Regions from separate parts of the Mus musculus genome. Here all the other regions are linked to region 1. Evidence: chromatin contacts called from public Hi-C and promoter capture Hi-C data. All regions are on one chromosome and are shown on one strand. Each heading gives the region's core, a stretch centred on a gene start, on an enhancer-like site or on the middle of the called end of the contact. The rest is flanking DNA. Distances are from core to core; before and after follow the strand shown.

Evidence for each region. Promoter capture Hi-C pulls out the DNA fragments that hold promoters and counts their contacts. Hi-C and Micro-C count contacts between places; a contact is called where the count stands out from the background.
Region 2: a contact with region 1 is called in a Hi-C map of cardiomyocytes, with 2.2 times the contacts expected there. The contact joins the enhancer-like site here to the promoter of Mlf1 in region 1. A contact is called at or near these places in 1 of 39 promoter capture datasets (3T3-L1-derived adipocytes), 1 of 484 Hi-C or Micro-C datasets (cardiomyocytes) and 1 of 115 datasets of contacts at active chromatin or transcription factors (heart atrium).
Region 3: a contact with region 1 is called in a promoter capture Hi-C map of hippocampal neurons, with 10 times the contacts expected there. The contact joins the promoter of Ptx3 here to the promoter of Mlf1 in region 1. A contact is called at or near these places in 10 of 39 promoter capture datasets (3T3-L1-derived adipocytes, cranial neural crest, embryonic stem cells and 4 more).
Region 4: a contact with region 1 is called in a promoter capture Hi-C map of embryonic stem cells, with 5 times the contacts expected there. The contact joins the promoter of Veph1 here to the promoter of Mlf1 in region 1. A contact is called at or near these places in 12 of 39 promoter capture datasets (the 3T3-L1 cell line, 3T3-L1-derived adipocytes, the C10 cell line and 6 more), 3 of 115 datasets of contacts at active chromatin or transcription factors (cardiomyocytes and embryonic stem cells) and 3 of 9 other capture datasets (adipose tissue, embryonic stem cells and liver).
Region 5: a promoter capture Hi-C map of second pharyngeal arch cranial neural crest shows a contact between it and region 1, with 11 times the contacts expected there. The contact joins the enhancer-like site here to the promoter of Mlf1 in region 1. A contact is called at or near these places in 14 of 39 promoter capture datasets (the 3T3-L1 cell line, 3T3-L1-derived adipocytes, the HPC-7 cell line and 8 more), 1 of 15 datasets of contacts at CTCF or cohesin (the NIH/3T3 cell line), 3 of 115 datasets of contacts at active chromatin or transcription factors (cardiomyocytes, embryonic forebrain and stem cell-derived neural progenitor cells) and 1 of 9 other capture datasets (pancreatic islet).

Annotation. Positions count from the first base shown.
Region 1 is chr3:67,372,833-67,375,364 of GRCm38.p6, forward strand. It overlaps Mlf1 (myeloid leukemia factor 1), which reads left to right and starts at 1,265. Exons shown (of 7, transcript NM_010801.3): 1 at 1,265-1,430. The coding sequence starts at 1,384.
Region 2 is chr3:68,582,934-68,585,465 of GRCm38.p6, forward strand. The region is part of intron 5 of Iqschfp (Iqcj and Schip1 fusion protein); the gene reads left to right. The region is part of intron 2 of Schip1 (schwannomin interacting protein 1); the gene reads left to right. Among named protein-coding and RNA genes, the nearest start is that of Gm22073, 36 kb to the left of the region's middle. Within about 2 kb of position 1,273, at least 78 of the 459 cell types and tissues checked have an H3K27ac peak or open chromatin away from gene starts, as enhancers often do. A contact at or near this core is called in cardiomyocytes and heart atrium, where this site is marked.
Region 3 is chr3:66,218,628-66,221,159 of GRCm38.p6, forward strand. It overlaps Ptx3 (pentraxin related gene), which reads left to right and starts at 1,260. Exons shown (of 3, transcript NM_008987.3): 1 at 1,260-1,564; 2 at 2,023-2,424. The coding sequence starts at 1,435. All of the region lies in intron 4 of Veph1 (ventricular zone expressed PH domain-containing 1), which reads right to left.
Region 4 is chr3:66,295,573-66,298,104 of GRCm38.p6, forward strand. Veph1 (ventricular zone expressed PH domain-containing 1) reads right to left here and starts at 1,265. Exons shown (of 14, transcript NM_145820.3): 1 at 1,031-1,265.
Region 5 is chr3:66,329,665-66,332,196 of GRCm38.p6, forward strand. No RefSeq gene overlaps it. Among named protein-coding and RNA genes, the nearest start is that of Veph1, 34 kb to the left of the region's middle. Within about 2 kb of position 1,272, at least 4 of the 459 cell types and tissues checked have an H3K27ac peak or open chromatin away from gene starts, as enhancers often do.

The sequences.
Region 1 (2,532 bases), core at 15-2,514:
AAGTCCTCTGACCCATGCATGCTCTCTGAGCAGCGTGTTGAGGCCAGAGGAAGATTAAAATAGCCTATTTATTTCCTGGAAGGGCCGTGTCATTTTAGATTGTAAAGTTGGCCCTGCCTCAAGCCAGTCCTCTGGGGAGCAGGAGGACCAGAGAAACCTGGTGATTTGGGGGTGGGGGTGGGGGTGCGTTTCAAAGGATTACATTTCCAGCTCCCAAAAATAACCCTGAGTACTTCTGCCACTTCCAAATCAAGTCCTGGTCACTTCTTCCCAGTGGCAGCATGCCATATGTCTCCCACAGGGCCCCAAGGAGCCATGAACACCCCTCCACCTCCCCAAGGGAACTCGCTGGAGAGTGTGGGGTCAGGTGAATTGAGGGGGTGTGTGCAAGTTGCTTCTTCTTCCTTCCGTGTCATTTCCCTCCTCTTTCTCCTTCTCTCCTGCCTCCAGTTCTTGGAAGGCCTATATAATACTTTTCAAACCCTAACAATTGAATAAAACTTTCATGTTGCCGACTTCCCACCAATCTTACCGATACTATTTCTTGAAGATCAGTTAAAATGTTTGGGCTATCGTTGAGGTACTGGACTGCTTTAAGGTGAAAACCATCTTCCTTACTACAAATAGAAGGTTCCTTTATACTGTAATGGAAATAATTGAAATAGAATTTTAGCTAGATATGGCTGCTTGCTACAAATTTTGTGCCCAAATTCTGCTTGTTAAGAACGTTGGGAAGGTGATAAAGATTTGATCTAATCCTTGAAATGGAGCAATTTTCATTTTGCTTTTTTTTTCTTTTTCTCTTTCTTTCTTTTGTGTATTTGATCCTATGTCTAGATGTTATTTGTGTATTGGGAGACACTGCTTTGAGTTTTAGAATTACAGAAAACTGTATTTGTTTTGTTTTTGAAATCTCATAGGCTGCATCTTGTTTCCTTCAAGAAGTGAATACAAACACTTGTCTATTGTTCTCAAAACCTTTTTTCATTATTTGACCAGCTACCAGAGAATTGTCGGGATTAAGGGCGATTTGGCCAAGGTGATTCAGAACTTGTCTAATGTTTTGGTTCCTGAGGCTCCTGAGAGACCAAGTTGTCTCTCAGGAGCCTCGCGGATGGGGCCTCCAGACAAACTTCACGCCGCCAGTGTGTTTACAGAGGTTGCCATAGCAGCCGAGCGATGTCCTTCCCCCTTCTCCGCCTCACCTTAGTGACGTCATAAGGTCATGACCAATAGGAAAACGGCCTGCGTCAAGCCCCGCCCTAGTCGCGGGCGCGGCGATTGCCGCCGGCAGACGCGCGAAGCAAGCGGGAAGCAGGCTGGTGGCGGCGCAGAGAGCTGCGCCCATTTCCATCCGCGCCCGCCGCCCGCCGCAGGATCACGATGTTCCGGATGCTGAGCAGCAGCTTTGAGGATGACCCCTTCTTCGCGTGAGTGTCCCAGCCGCGCTCGCCGGAAAAGGCGAGGGGACTGCGCCCCGCAAATTGTCGTGGGGGGGGGGGGGACACGCCCGGCGGGAGGCGCGAAGAAATGGGTTTGAGGAGAAACGGAGTGAGGAAAAGTGGTCGTGAGGAGAAGTGTGTGAGAAGTGGGGGTGAGGAGAAATGAGGGAAAGAAGAGGCTATAAGGTGTAATAGGGATGAGGAGAAATGTGAGAAGTGGCTGAGGAGAAATGCGGGTGAGGAGAATGGGGGACGTAAGAAGTGGGCACAGGAGCTGAAGGACTGGAGTCATTAGGATATAGGGTGTGAGGAGAGGATTTGAGGATATTTGGCATGGAGAGATGGAGGACATGACACGAGAGAGGGTGAGCTGAGCAGGATGGGGGTGAGGAGGATTTAGAAGCCTGAGGTGAGGAGAGGGTTTGCTGGTGGGAGCCGAGGACTAGGATCCTGAGCTATGGTTCAAGGTGCAGGCTGCTGACTATTTGGGGCGACTTGGTGTGTGGGTGGCCTCGAATCTGAAACCCTCCTGTGCAGCAGCAGGGCTTATAACTGGTGATCATAACTGCCATATTAGTGGAACTTCTGATCAGAAAAAGTCCCTTGAACTTCACATAGGGGTGGAAGTGCTTTCTAGGGTGACAGTTCCTTGACTTGAGAAACTGTGGAGGGGGGTGTGTTTTTTATTTTGTTTTGCTTGAGAGAGGACTCCGATGTAAACCTTACTGGCCTGGAACTCGGTGTAGATCAGGCTGACCTCACAGAAGTCCACCTGTTGCAGCCGCTGCCACTGCCGCCATCATCTCCTCCTCCTCCCCCTCCTCCTCCCCCTCCTCCTCCCCCTCCTCCTCCCCCTCCTCCTCCTCCTCCTCCTCCTCCTCCTCCTCCTCCTCCTCCTCCTCCTCCTCCTTCTTTCTGGAATTAGAGGTTGTGTGCTAAGTTATTTAAAACAAGTTTTCATATAGTGAAGGCTGTCACCTTGACAGCACTACTAAGTAGGAGAGTTGAGCTGGCTGCTTCGAAGTGGTTGGACGTTGCCATGGGACACTGTTTGTTTTCTTTACCTGCCTCCAGCAGAACTGGCCTTGCT
Region 2 (2,532 bases), core at 23-2,522, 1.2 Mb after region 1:
TGGGAGGTGGAATAAAAGTATTTAGATTTGGATCTGGGCTCTGAGAAGAAAATATTTGCCTGATAGAAAGAGGGGTACCATAAAGCCCACTGAGCCGTGTTTATATCACAAGTCCAACACAAATTGAATTTAAAAAACATTTATGGAGGTAAACAGCTAAAGGTGAGCCTGTGAGCAGAGGTTGAGATGCCGGAACAAGGTTCTATTGAACGGCATTTCCCTTCAGAACTGTTCTCAGCCATGCTGCTGTTGCTCAGGAATGTGTACGGAGGATTTGATTGACGAGTGCATTTGCAATTTTCCGTGTGAACATTTCAGAAGGTAAGGCCCGTTGCTAAGTGGAAGCTTGGCCTTTGAGTTCTTCTGTGGCTGGTTGTCCCTGCACGCTGTTGTTTTGAAGCAATCACTTTTTTTTTTAGTTGTTTATGGGAGTATTAATGTAATGTGTATGAGTATGCCCGAGCGTGTGCCTGTGAACTTCTGTTTGTCTGCTTCTTTGAGCCAAACATCCTCCAGCTGTGGCCCTTCCCCCGGCTGCATGCAAAACCCATAAACAAACCCAGAAGCCATGGGAAAAGAGTAAAAAGAGCAGTAGGAAAGCAAGCGTGCTTCTGTGGAAAAGGCCGCCACTGGCTGAATCCTAAAAGGAAACTTGATGGATCCCTTTCTTCTCTTGCCGATATTACAGGACAAAGCCATGCTCGGGGGCAGGGAAGGCTTTCTCTGGGTTGGAAGCAGCCTTAGTCTTGGGCTTAGTGCCCCTTTCAGACTCTGAAACTTTTACATCTCAAAAACAATTTGGAAAAAAGAAATGAAGTGCGTCTCGTTGGTCACGGGGGAAAAAGAAAAATGGCAAACATGTGTCTTACGGGTCACCTTAAATGATAGTTTTCATTCGGGGCACCCGACTCAGCTCACAGTGAGCTCTCTCGGGCTGCAAGTTTTTGTGTCTATTTTTATCCCCCAGTCTACTGGCTTCAGAGTGCCTCACCAAACTCCAGTTCACACTGGGCCCTGAACTGGGGTGGGGTCAGCTGGCTGAAGCTTACTATCCCCCCCCCCCCCGCCCTTTCCCTTTTTGGGAGCAGGAAAGGTGCTGCGGACAAGAATCTGGGCCAGATCATTTAGGGAAGGTGATAGCAGATGGTAGGCAGGCTGGACTCTCGCAACAAGCCAATTGTCATGAACAGAGTGCGCCTTACAGCAGGCAGCTGCCCAGTGCCCGGGAGAAAGAAGCCAGGCAGTCCGGGTGGGGCAGTGTCTGAGGCAGAAGGGGGCAAGGACACTGCAGCCAGGCACAGGCTCTCTATGCCAGCATGAGTGGTAACCAAGGGACTGGGCAGTTGGCACTTCAGCCTGTCAGGATTCATGGGAGGTTATTTCTTAAGTGAAATTCTAAAGAGTTGAAGGATGAATTTGGACCGTGATGGAATGGACCATGACATCATCAGTCGAGAATCCCCATTGGATTTGGAGGGGAATTATAAAAAGGTAAGGGGGGGCGCGCTTTTGTTTATAAACAATTGGACCATTTTTCTAAGAGGGAGGAAGGTTGCCCTTGAGGAAGGATGCCAAATTCCACACACAGTGGTCATTGCCGTTAGACACTGAAGAGAAACTAAATGCACAGAATTTACCACAGTAAGCTTGGAGACCCCAGTTCAGGAGACCCCGATTCTTCCCAGCTTATACTCATTGATACAAGAACAGCAAAACCATCCATGTTAGTGTTCTAAAGTTGAGACAATTCCTATTATGTACTTCATTGCATAGCAGCATTTTATGCAAAGGGATTTCTTTTTAATTATTGACATATTTTAGCTGTTCAGTAGAAACAATTACTGGACAGAGCTAACAGATCTAAGTTTGTTTTTAACAGTGAAAACAAATAAGAAAAAGTTTTACAGAGAAGTTTGGGGAGTCTTAAAAACTTGATACGATATCTGTTAGTACGCTGCTGGCCTTTTCTTTTGAACATCAGTAAATATATTTTGGGAATGTTTTATGTGGTAATTGTCTGGTAATAACAGGCCCAAGTAAAAATAGCTTTAGTTATATGGGTGAGGTCCTGAAATCAAGCTACAAGTATATGCTTGTCTGCCCACAGAGGCCTAAACACACACAGCCCTCCGTCCTTTATGATGTGACAGAAGTCAACTGTAGGTCTCCATTCAGTCAAAGGTGCCATTAGTGCCTTTGACCAGAGTGAGACAGAGGAAGACGTTTCTAGCATGTTCATTCCTCAGATTTGGTCAGCGTTGACGTCTGCATCTTAAACTCTGCACGGGAATACGGAGGCTCCTTAAGGTGCTTACTGTAGATCTTATTATCTCATAATGATTTGTATTCTTCCAGGGGGGTAAAACTTAAATGTGCTGGGCCGTGTTGCCCTGTGTATTTTTCATCCCCGGTGTTCTCCAACCAGGGACTAAGAGCTCAGGGTGGTGACTTTGTGTCCTGAAACCCCAGCTGTCTGCCCTTCCCCCACTGGGTGAAGCTGGTACACAAAAGACCCTTGGGACACTCTGCCAT
Region 3 (2,532 bases), core at 10-2,509, 1.2 Mb before region 1:
ACTCTAGAAACTGAACTCGAGCCCACAGCCTTAGGAGAAAAGCACCTTACAAAGCTGTGGCTCCACACTGCCCTTTAAACAATATCGTATTGTCTCATATTGCCATCGCTTTCTGATGGCTTTAACGGTTTCAAACATACCCTGTCTTTAGCCGTGATCTCAAATAAGTGAAGCTCTTGAGCAGGGGCCTGATGCCTTTTGACTTTGTGTTGATTCATGCTTATGATGCCCTGTTCCCTCCGTGTCTAGCTATGTTTAACTGTGGATTCATTTTTATTGTGGTGGATGGTACATGCATGTGCATTCCAGATGCGTGAGGGCACTCAGGCCAGGAAAGCCACTCATGAGTCTCTGTCAGGAGCAGAGGAATTTACCTATGGAAATCCAAGAGGCAGCCTTCTGAGAGGCCTGGCCTGAGGGTAGTAGCCCTGCCATCATGATCAGGATGTGACTGGTAACCCTCCCCCTCCATCTCCTTTGTATATTGGAGACTTGTATCAGCTCAGGGGTATCCTCTGGGAGTGGTTCCCTCTAGATCTGTGTAGTTTTTTAGATCTTGCTTTATTTGGAGTTTATTCAAATGTTTTAATTTTTTATCACTATTATTATGACTTATCAACACCTATCTAGGTACTTTGCACTGGGGGAGGGGGCAGGTTTTACACACACACACACACACACACACACACACACACACACACAGTCACTAATGTAAATTTAAAACAGGACCTTGATAGGATATGTCAAGAATACCCAAGCACCTAAAGCCACTATATTCCCGCCCTCACTTTCCTGTTTTACTGGGTTTTGACCCAGCCATACTGTGTTTTTTAGTTGCTCCACCAGAGGAGTCAAGACTAGTTAGTCAAGATTGACTTCTAGAGTCATAAAAATTCTTAATGGGTTATTTTGGAGTCACGGAATCATTTTCTATAGCTTGGTCTTGAGAAAGTATCCAAAGGAAAAGTGAAAAAAAAAAGTTTTCCATAACTTCAGGGGTTGTGGAGTAATGAAAGCTCACACCAAATGCCAAAATGATAATTCGCCCTGTACCTCTGTGCTCCTCACCCCCCAAAGCGCTAGCACTTCAGGTTACAGCAACTAATCCTCAGGGGCACCAGAAAAGTCCAGCTTCCCTCCCCTTCTCCCCCTGACTCGCCTCTAATTAATCTGCCTGCAGTGTGGACCTCGGTGGTTTAACATTGTGCAACCTCTTCAGCTCCCTTGCCCTCCCACCCAACCCCCTCCCCCAAATCCAGGGGAACTCCCTCGCGCTGTGCCACCGACATTAGTCATTCATCCCGCTCATGCTTTGGAGCGTTTATTAAGGGCTTCACTCCTGCCTCACACTATCTCTCCCGGGCTCAAACTCGGATCACTGTAGAGTCTCGCTTCTTCCCCTGCGGCTGCGAAGCAAATTTCGCCTCTCCAGCAATGCACCTCCCTGCGATCCTGCTTTGTGCTCTCTGGTCTGCAGTAGTGGCTGAGACCTCGGATGACTACGAGCTCATGTATGTGAATTTGGACAACGAAATAGACAATGGACTTCATCCCACCGAGGACCGTAAGTTCATTTTTAACTCTCTCAGCGTATCAAAACTACATAACTCACTTTTTGGGGGGCGCGATTAACATAATTAACATAGATAGCCAATGAAGCAAGCTAAAATTATACTTTATTTGTGAAAGCAAGGACTGGGGGAAAAAAGGAAAGCAAGAAAGCAAGGACTATCTGAGAAAAGCCAGAGGTTTTAAATTATTTTTGTAACATTTATGATGAGTTAAGTTATACGAAATCTTTAACTGTTTTTAGCTATATTAATGGCATTTTCTCAGTTAGTTTAACATGTCCTATAAAGAATAGTCCTGTGTCATCTTTGAGTTTACACGCACGCTGTTTTCAGAGCTATCCTTAGAAGGAGAGCGGTTGCTGGGGACAGGCTGAAACTTGGAGTCACCAAGAGTGCAACCCATGGCCACCCAGGACAAGCTGATAACACTTGTGTGTGTCCTGCGTTCTAGCCACGCCATGCGACTGCCGCCAGGAGCACTCGGAGTGGGACAAGCTGTTCATCATGCTGGAGAACTCGCAGATGCGGGAGGGCATGCTGTTGCAGGCCACCGACGACGTCCTCCGTGGAGAGCTGCAGCGGCTGCGGGCAGAGCTGGGGCGGCTGGCGGGCGGCATGGCGAGGCCGTGCGCAGCCGGTGGCCCCGCAGACGCCAGGCTGGTGCGGGCGCTGGAGCCGCTGCTGCAGGAGAGCCGTGACGCGAGCCTCAGGCTGGCGCGCCTGGAGGACGCGGAGGCGCGGCGACCCGAGGCGACAGTGCCTGGCCTAGGCGCTGTGCTGGAGGAACTGCGGCGGACGCGCGCCGACCTGAGCGCCGTGCAGAGCTGGGTCGCCCGCCACTGGCTGCCCGCAGGTAAGCCCACGGTCGGCTCTGTCCCTAGAGGCAAGCTTTTGTGGGGACCCTCACACTCAGAGCCCCAGTACTTTTCATAGGCACACTCACAGAGCTCACACCACGCCA
Region 4 (2,532 bases), core at 15-2,514, 1.1 Mb before region 1:
TTCAAATTTGTAGCATGCATATTGTAAGAACATATAAAATAGCAATTTTACCATCTATTTATCAAAAGCTCAACATGTGTAATTTTAAATACAAATTGCGAGTTTTGAAAACAAATGGAGAAGTGTTTCCCTTCGTGGACTATGAGGGGAAACTTATCAAATCTAACAAACTTTCTAAAGCACAGCCTTTCCGGATGAATTCATAAGTATGTCCATTTTCATCTGGAACTTTTGACTTAGCAGATCATATTTTCCTCTAGAGAAACATATATCTTGGTTGTTTTTTAAATCCATATTCAAATTCTATTGGGCTTGTTTTCCCAGGAAACAAGCCCAAATTCTCAAACCATGAGGATACCCAGTGCTGAGTGTATGACTTTGTCATTTAAATTTCCAATATTACTCTGCCGTATGAAGAATTCAAATCATTTCCCAGGTTTAATAAAGTTTAAATTTAAAAAAAAAGGATGCCATTGAACCCAACTGTTGATCATTAAACCAATTTGAATGTGCATTTGAAAGACCAAAGAAGTAGCTATATTAGATCATGATTTGTAATATGCACACAGCAGCAGTGGTGAACCGCACCGATGAGTGTCCAGCCTCCGACTGGAATGGGCCTACTTAGCTTTCTGCAAAAAAACAATAGCAGGGACTGTTCCCCTGCTCATTGCAAAAGGCTTCTCATGGTGAATGCATATGTGGAAAGAAGACCGCAGTTATGGAGTAAAACAATATGTACACAGTAAGTGTCCAGCACAGCTATCTGGTCCTAGGGGCCTAGGGACATGTCTTAACCACCCACAGAGAATTAGATATTCTTAGCTTAAAAACTGAAATGTACACACACAAACAGTCACGCACACAGCTTCTAGGTGCACTTTATCTGCATAATCAGCCAGCCCTTGGAAGTTTCTCTGCTCAACTTTCCCAGCCCTCCTCTGTTCTTGCCTGCCTGCAGTTTCTGGCCCTCACTTTGATTAACTTTTGTTCCTGCTGAACAAAGGGACAGGAAAGAAGACAGCCATACCTCCTAGCACGGGACACTGGCAGGTGCAGGCAACAGAAGGCAAATGCTTGATCCCTTGGAACACTTCAGCTGGGACCCAGGACCACGCTCAGAGGCAGCCCTGCAGCGCCTGCCTGTCCTGCCGGTGGCTGCTGGCACGTCCCTGTGAGCTTGTCATGCAGCGCTGCGCCTGAGTCCCTCCTGTGGACTCACCGTGTGGTATCAGGCGAATGAGTAACTTTCTTCCCTTTTCCAGACTTCTGTTTTAGATCTAACAATTGGCACCGGGTCCCTGACTTCCTCTGTAGACTTACAGCAGTTTCTCGGAGGCCAATTTGTAGTGTAAAAGAATTGGATTTGCTACCAACCAGTAATTTAGGTTCCGTTAATGAATAACCCACTTTAAAGAATCAAGGAAGTTTTAGGTTAATATCAGATTTTGGGGCATTTAGGCAGGCATGTGTGAAAGAGGTGGGGGTCATGGAATGAGACGGTATTTAAGTCAAACGTGATAGAAGAAAAATACCATGTAGCAAGTGCCCGAAGGAGCAGCTTTCTAACTACTCTATCAGTATTGCTAGTGAGACACTGAAAGACTGTCTGGAACATCCCAAGAAACCCTAGGAATGTTTTTTAATCCAGCAGGGTTTCTTCTTGAGTCCATTGAAATTGCTCATTTTCTTTACCTTCCAAATATGGAACTGTCTCTCAGATCTAATGGATAGGGGATTTCTTACAACCCACCCCATGTTTCCACAGATCTCTGACTTTTAAGGAGAACGCAATACCTCTAATGCATAAATTAATTGGTGGTACCCAGTGGACCGATACATCAGGAGGCTCTTTTCTCCCCTAACAGGTATGAAATAGGCTTGCTTCCTTTATTGATCAGAGGTTTTTGCTTGCATAGAATACTCCTGAGACTTTCTAGGGCTTTTAGCCAAATTGGGTGAGCGCATTGGGGTAAAGCAGAGGGAGAAAACAAGGTATAAGGTACACAACCAAATATATTGTATGTCTTTGTCACTGGCAATTATTACAAAAGCCATATTCAGATAGTGTGGATTATTTTTTCCTGTTTGCCACCAAGCATCCCATTATTCTAGTCAAAATTGCCCTCAATCTCCCCTTGGGAATCCACATTCTTTGGATAGAGTTGATGCGTACACACAAGATGAGCCCTAATTGCTCCTAGCTAACCAGAGAATCATAGTGAGTGATTTAGGGAAGACATATGGACCCTTCCAAATCAATCAAACAACAAAGGTAAATGTTTGATCTCAGTGGGAATAATCTTTGTTGCCTATTTTGACGCCTGAAGATATCAAGTCATATTGCTCTTGCCGTATTGCCACTAAAAAACCCCAGTGAGTTCATTTGAGTCCTTAAGCCAGCTTCTCCTAAAGATACATCTTCCATGTGTGCCAACACGTTTCATAATGGGAGTGATTTTGGCTTGGCTTTTCTGCTGCTTCCGGGGTGTGTGTGTGTGTGTGTGTGTGTGTGTGTGTGTGTGTCTGTGT
Region 5 (2,532 bases), core at 22-2,521, 1.0 Mb before region 1:
AAGGAAGAATTGGATTGCCAAATTTCGTAAGGCCAACTTCCACCAACACAATTCTTCAGGGGAGGCTCGGCATCCTGAAATGTTCTACAGCCTTCCCAAACAGGACCACCAGCTGTGGAGAAAGTGTTTAGATACAAGAGCCTCTGGGGTCATTTCACATTCAAATCACAACAGCTAGTATCATAAACAAGACAGAAAAATCACATAAATGAGGCTAAGAGGGGTCCTTTGATGGAACAGGACTGTGATAGTTTGAATATGCCCAGTCCAGGGAGTGGCACTATTAGGAGGTGTGGCCTTGTTGGAGGAGGTGTGGCTTTGTTGGAGGAGGTGTGGCCTTGTTGGAAGAATTGTGTCACTGTGGGGGTGGGCCTTGAGACCCTCCTCCTAGCTGCTGCCTGAGGACAGTCTGCTCCTGGATTCCTTTGCATGAGGACGTAGAACTCTCAGCTCCTCTAGGGTCATGCCTGCCTGGAAGCTGCCAGCAGTGCTTCCTGCCACGATAATGGAATGAACCTCTGAGCCTGTAAGTCAGCCCCAATTAAATGTCCTTTGTAAGAGTTGCCTTGGTCATGGTGTCTCTTTCTGCAATGCAAACCTTAACTAAGACAGGGACACAAGGGAAGGAGTCGAGGGCCAGGATTCCAACAGGTAGGACCAGCCTTGGCAGAAAGGAAGAAGTAGAGACAAAAAGGAAGAATAAAAAAGTCATTAAAATACCTAGGACTTTTGAAGCAAAACATGAAATATGATTTCCTGAGAGTAAAAAGAGGTAACTGCAGACAGGGAGGAGATTGACTCAGGCAGAGTGGATGACATGCTGGAACAATAAGGACAAAGGAACAGAACCTTGGAAGGAGGCCTTGGCGTTCCAGCGGAAAGCCCGGGAGCACAAATAGATATATGTCAAAATCTAACTGCACTTTTGAGGTTTCTCACTGATGCTTGACAGGTAAGAGAGAGAGAGAGAGAGAGAGAGAGAGAGAGAGAGAGAGAGAGAAACCCATCAAAAAATGTCACCAACCTTGAAGTAGGAGCTGGCTGGGTAGGAGCCGCAAGAAGCCAGAGAGCAAGACAGTAGTTCATGTGACCCAGGCCAAGATACTTGAACTGCCTTTTATTAAAATGGGAAATCTGAAAAAAACTCACTCCTTACAAGTGATTAAAGCTGTGGGGTGGGGGTTAAGGGAGAGTGAGTTCCAAGTGCTAGTCAAGTGTAGTGTCATTTCCCATCAGATTGCTCTTTTAGGAAAGTGGCACGTGAAGTCCAACTTGGGGAGGCTTCGTGAGAATGAGTTGTGGTACAGTCATTTGTTCGTGTGTCTCCAGCAGGCTTTCCTCTGAAGGGTTGGGCAGGACCGGTGAGGCCCTCAGCCCACAGGCACAAGCCACTTGCCTGCCTTGCCCAAGAGTTTCTCCCCCCAGCTTGAGATTCTTAGGGCATTTCGACATTCTTAAACCCCTGAATTATTCTTGGTAGCGGCACATTTAAGGGAGTTAAAAGATAAGCTTCCCACAGTCTTCCTGTTTTTCTTTTGTTTGCCCATTGGCGCTGTGTCGGTGCTTGAGTGGAGGCGCTGGCTGCTTGAGAATACCCTCTTGTGTTCTCCCAGAGGATGGCTCCTGAGCCCTTTCTGAGGCCCTTGACTGATTATTGTCATTTCTGCCTTTACCCGACACAGTGCGTTGACCCACTAACCAGCCTTCTCCCTCAGTCTACATACGCTCCAGATACACGCATGCGCACATGCTTGTAGGTCTAATCAACCTGGTTTCTGTCTCCCAAACAGTCCTACACAAAGGCTTAGCATGTCCAGTCCCACACTTTCATGGGTTTTCTTGTGTGGCTGGGAAACGCATGTATGTAAAAGCCATTTTTAAAAACAAAAAGCTGAGTGTCTTTCATTGATTTGAAGTGCACTCTGGTAAGGTAATAGATATTTTTAGAAACATTGCCCTAAAAACACTTTCCGCGCACCATGTTCATTTGGCCCTCACAATACTTCTGATCTGTACCAATGGACATCTGATAACAGGTAGGATGACCGAAGCTTAGAGCAACAACGGAGCATCCTATAGTCATAGTTACTCTCAGCTAAGATTTGCACCCAGACAGGCTGAGCTCAAAGGCATTCCTTCTCCATTCTGCTGTGCCTCTTTATCGTTCAGTGAGTCAAGTTTTCTAGAACCGAGACCATCAGCTTGACTGGCCCAAGTTCCCCTTCCTATCTGGCTGTGCGCCCATCCTTGTTTTGTAAAGTGTCTTCTTCCAGCACGACGGACGCTCTTTACAAAGAGGCTCAGGATTTGACCTTTGCTTAGTGCCTCTTTCAGCTTTGCCAGTGATCCCAGTCACAGAGCAGTTCAGTCCTACTAACCTTACATCTTCCACAAGGGGGCACTGTCTGACCATAAAGCTGTGGAGGTTTTGCCTGTAGGCTAAAATACAACCAGAGTCCCTCTAATGCTTTCATTCTGCTATAAGAAATGACCTTATTCAAGCTACGTGCCTCATTGTTATTTCACGGAGAG